Regions from separate parts of the Zea mays genome. Here region 2 is linked to region 1. A link is a contact called in public Hi-C data. All regions are on one chromosome and are shown on one strand. The core of a region is the stretch at or near the end of the contact, and the rest is flanking DNA. Distances in the headings are between cores, read along the strand shown. Region 1 holds the start of LOC100283513. Region 2 has its middle 90 kb from the start of LOC103650238.

The links. Hi-C and Micro-C count contacts between places; a contact is called where the count stands out from the background.
Region 2: a Hi-C map of ear shows a contact between it and region 1, with 2.8 times the contacts expected there. The contact joins the enhancer-like site here to the promoter of LOC100283513 in region 1. A contact is called at or near these places in 3 of 25 Hi-C or Micro-C datasets (ear, leaf and tassel).

The regions. Positions count from the first base shown.
Region 1 is chr3:81,747,347-81,749,955 of Zm-B73-REFERENCE-NAM-5.0, reverse strand. It overlaps LOC100283513, which reads left to right and starts at 1,282. Exons shown (of 10, transcript NM_001156413.2): 1 at 1,282-1,525; 2 at 1,595-1,657; 3 at 1,741-1,807. The coding sequence starts at 1,425. LOC103652030 (F-box protein FBW2-like) reads left to right here and starts at 476. Exons shown (of 1, transcript XM_008677688.1): 1 at 476-1,189. The coding sequence starts at 476. The coding sequence ends at 1,189.
Region 2 is chr3:81,988,835-81,991,443 of Zm-B73-REFERENCE-NAM-5.0, reverse strand. No RefSeq gene overlaps it. Among protein-coding and RNA genes, the nearest start is that of LOC103650238, 90 kb to the left of the region's middle. Within about 2 kb of position 1,298, at least 14 of the 20 cell types and tissues checked have an H3K27ac peak or open chromatin away from gene starts, as enhancers often do. A contact at or near this core is called in ear, leaf and tassel, where this site is marked.

The DNA.
Region 1 (2,609 bases), core at 33-2,532:
AGCTTATTATATATAGACTATATACTTCGGATTATATAATCTAGTTTCTATACTCCTATTAGAGATGTTTGTTTACATAAATTATTAGTGGATAAAAACTAAAAAAATAATCTAAAATAAACATCTAATAACTTGTTTATAGATTATCATAATTTAGATACCTAAATTATATAATCCACTTAAACAACATGTGTTTTCAATAACATGTGCGGTTTGTTTGCCTAGTAACTTATATTTAAACTGAATTATATAATGTGAGGGCCACCGTATTTGAGAATTTTGCAAATATGGCACTGTCTACGCCGGGCTTCAGACTATTGGCACCACGATCGTGGCAATTGAAATCGTGGCATCATAATCTCGCCCGTTTTGAAGATTTAGCATCGCGTGCGCTTAATGGTCATTAGCAATTCTCCACTTTCCGTCCTGCCCTCGCTCCGTTACTTGCCTGGCCGCCATCTTCTTCTACCAAGTGATGGGGGAATGCGAGGACGACAAGGAGTACAGGTGCTGGGAGGAGCTGCTGCCGGACGCGCTGGGGCTCATCTTCCGCAACCTGCCACTCCAGGAGGTGCTCACCGTCCTGCCGCGGGTGTGCAAGTCCTGGGGGCGGGTGGTCGCCGGCCCCTACTGCTGGCAGGAGATCGACATCGAGGAGTGGAGCCAGCAGCAGAGCAAGCCGGAGCAGATCGGTCGCATGGTGGAGCTGCTCGTCGGCCGCAACGGCGGCTCGTGCCACCGGATTAGCGTCTCCGGGCTGCTCCGCGATTCACTCTTCTCGTTCATCGCAGACAAGTAAGTGTGAGATGTGGCAATGCTCTCTCGTTCTCGTTCATCGCAGACAAGTAAGTTGGTCCGCATAGCGTTGCTGTCATTCATTTCAGATTTTCGCAGCTGCACGAAGATTGGAGCCCGTGCGCTGGAGGTGTTCGGCAGGCACTGCAGGTCCCTGGTGGGGCTCCGGCGAGTGATGCACCCGATCGACCTGGCGGACAAGGTGTGCCAGCACGACGAGGCGCACACCATCGCGCGTAGCATGCCGAGGCTGCAGCACCTGGAGATGGGGTACATGATGGTGGCGACGGAGGCGGTGCTGGAGATCCTGGGGCAGTGCCGCAAACTCAAGGGCGAGAAAGAGGAGAGAGGGAGAATGGAATACGGTAGAAGAAGACAGCGGCCAAGGAAGTAACGGAGCAAGGGCACGACGGTAAGTGAAGAATTGCTAATGACCATTAAGCGCACGCGATGCTAAATCTTCAAAACGGGCGAGATTATGATGCCACGATTTCAATTGCCACGATCATGGTGCCAATAGTCTGAAGCCGGGGCATAGACGGTGCCATGTTTGCAAAATTCTCACCGTATCTAGGGGCAACAACTAAAATCACTCCACCTTAGCCCAAAATCAATTCGGATCCGCCTCCATGGCTGCCGCTTCGCAGCTCCTCTCTCTGTTCTTCCTCCTCCTCCTCCCTGCTTGTGATGCCATCTACTGCGACGAAGACGACTGCTACGACCTCCTAGGGTACCATCTGCCTTTCTTTCCCTCCATTTGACTGGTTTCTTGTCCCGCTCAGCAACCGATGTGGCACAGGGTTAAGCAGGACGCGAACGCGTCAGACATCAAGAAAGCGTACTACAAGCTCTCTCTCAAACAGTGAGTTCCTGGCCTCCTTCCTCGGCTCTTGCCCCCGATACGACCCGGCGATGACCGTTTATTGAACTTTATGTGCTGTGCAGCCACCCGGACAAGAATCCCGATCCGGAGTCGCGGAAGCTCTTCGTCAAGATCGCCAATGCTTACGAGGTCTGGCGTGGACGCACCTGTCCATTTCTATCTTGCTTGCATATCTTCCTGGGCTCCTGGCTGCCTGCACCATTCGTGGTGCCCAAGATCTACTTTCTAATTCCACGCTTTGGTGCCAATGGTGGAAGACTGACCATGTGCACTGATACGTTATAATGAATTCCATTCGTCTATTTTGTTCAAATCGGTACAGTAACCACAGTATTTGGAATGTCACTCTAAAATGGTAGGCGCTTGTCAAGCTAGCTGTTTTAGAAGTCATCTGCTAAATGCCTTAGCTGGAGATTTAAAATGCTGATGTTAACAAAACCACGGATTTAATAGTTCTCTTTCGTAAGTGCATTTCTGACAACTGTTGTCTGAGGTGATATAACCACATCTGTTCTTGAAGTCTCTGAATTGTCCTTAAATATGTAGTTCTGTAAAAAACTGAGATAGCAAATGCATGGTCCTTTCTCCTTTATACATGTCCTTAAATTTGCAACTTGTGACAGTTTTTCCTTTTTGAATTTAATCTTGCTTAATTTATTTGAGTCCTCTGGGTTTTAATTTTTTCTGAGGTTTGATCGAATAACTCATTTTTATGAGTGAGCAGTGCTGATATGAAATTGGTAATCAATGACTTCATTTGGTGGCTCAAGAACCATTATGACCCATGGCAAGAAAAGAGCTTAGATTATTCTTAATTTCTGATCATATTATTTGCTAGCTCAAGAATTTCTACCTACAGAGAAATAATTGAAATAACATTTGCAAATAGCTTGACATATTTGCCATGTTGTTCATGCCGCGCTTGTTCACA
Region 2 (2,609 bases), core at 49-2,548, 240 kb before region 1:
AATGCTGTGAATCAAGAACAAGGCAACACAATTGTTATAGATTAAGGATCTTCGTCCTTCGAAGCATTATCTCCTTTCGGATATAACGATCTTCGAACGATGGTCAGGAAGGACACACCTTCATCATTCATGAGAATAATAGTTCATAGAGACAATATATGTTATTCATTCATATATTTATTTCATGATATACATATGAACATTAACATAATTTATATTTCATTGATACCTTCGGCTTGTTTGAAGGTGTTGACGCGAGAGTAATTACAATCCAGCGTGAACAGTACGAGGGTACTGTTCAACTATTTATAGGCACGGGACGCAGCCCGAGTAAAAATACATTTATGACCTTAACATGTACACATAATCGTAACATAAATCATCAAGGATTAACTAGTCTTTTCCTTTTCGACTCGGCTCTATGTTTGACCTTCGACGCCACCTTAAGCCGAAGCTGTGGTCCTTCGGTTGTAACTTTGGCATTCGATGTTGTTGCTTTCTAACAGTGTCTTCGTCTTGTGGACCTTCGGTGGAGAAGAAGACCCCCAACAAGTGATTTTTCTAGCACTCGCGTGAGGTCAAGGATTGGTTTGTATTCATTTTGACAATGAGATTATGATTGTCTGTGGACACGGATCCCAGGGGGATGCCGTGTCTGTGGAACGGAATTAGAATAAGGATTAACGTGTGGATACCTGTGTCAAGCGTTTGAAAATAATAATCACGTGCTGAGAAATACGATAATCGGTAGGCCCATGTAACACCCTAAAAGCCTATTTTGGTGATTTAACGAAAATTATCTATAATTTTTTATGATATCTTCTAAAGATGGATTAAGTATATGGAATTACTCTTGTAAACTAAATAAGTGGTAATGTTAAAGTTTGAGTGTTCAAAATTTAGAAACTAGATTGTGAATTCAAAAACTCAAAATTTAAATAAAAAAGAAAGATTTTGTTTGAAATAAATTGTTTGTGTGGATTACTCCTTTCATGAATTATTTATATTTAAAAATATTTATCTAAAAGAATGGTTAATATATAAATAATATGTATAATTATGCATCATGCTGAAGTTATGAGTGTGCATTTAGTTTGAATCCTAAAACTTGAATTAGTTTGAATTTTGAAAACTAGAAATAGGAAACAGAAAAAGAAAAGAACAAGAGCTCACCTAGGCCGAATTCTGCGTGGTCGTCCCAATTCCCCTCAACACTGCACCCGACCCAGTTGATCACTACTTCACCCACTAGCCCATCTCATCCTTTCCCTTTTCTTTTTCTCAACCACACTGCGTCAACGAGCAGGCCCCGTTAGGCAGCCACACGCATCGCGTATTCGCGTGCGGGGCGGCCGCATCACCGACCAGTGGGACCATGTCGTCAGGCTTATCTCTCCCTTATTTGTTCATAGCCGAATGCACAACAACCACCACATCCCCGGGCACCAATCAACTGACGGCGATGATCGTGGGCTCGGACTCCTTTGCGCCCAATATAAAGCTCTAGCCACACCTCCTCTCCAACTTATGTGAGCCGGGGCACCACGCGCCACGAGGATCAGCCACCTCTATCGAACGAACAAAGACCAAAGGGAATCCGCCGTAGTGGATCCTACCCACATGGCCGCTCAGGGACCAACAAAGTGCCCTAGGAGCTTCGCCATGACACGACGAAGGTGTCCATGGTAGAGGTGGTGGACATTCATTGCCGAGATCGCTACAATTGCTCGTCGAAGTGGATTGATGCCTCGGTTCCACGCCTCACCACGGGAAGTAGATCCTCACTGTGCGATAAATGGTAAGGTGTCACCCACCCTGTTCAATATAGCATCCTCTCCATGTAGGAACTTCCAAGGGGATATCTGGCACAGGATCATGGTGCATGTTGGACTCTAGGGGCCCTCCGTCGTGCCGGGCGTGCACCGCCGGGCTCTGTCCGTGGGACGAAGAACAGGATGCATGGGTCGTGGATCCGTGCATATATGGCTAGGATTTGAGATAAGGGATAACCCTTCCGTGGTGAATCTTAGCCATTAATGAGTGATTCTACGATCTCGGGAGTGTACCAAATCAGGGGCAGCGTCAACCGTGGGATGGGGATCGAATGGCTGCTAATACTTACCGGTTGAATTAACAAGCTTCTAATGTGGGTCGTCGGTCGATGATTGGATGGCTCTGAGTTATTTGTACCCCTTCAGTCGTGCAATTTGCAAAGGAGTCCCTAGGTTGTTTACAAAATAACCCGCTGTCTGTGGTAGTTCACAGAAACATGCATACAAGTTCTAAAACTTGCATAGAAGACCCTGAGTTCTCAGGTAATAGTGGTGTCGTCCAAAGGGAATTTTATTTTAATAAAATGAATCTAAAAATGATTTTTAGGATAAAAATGATTCTAGAAAACTTAGAAAATTCATAACTAAGTCATTTTAGTTCCGAATTTAGTGGTTCTCGAACCTACGATTTTATTACGATGCATATAATATTATTGTGTGGTTTGTTTCCATATTTGGTGTAATGTTATTTTTAAGTATTATTTTCCTATCTGTATGTTTTGATGCGATAGCAAAGCGAGGTTATGAGGCACCTAGATCCTGCATTGGAGAAGTATC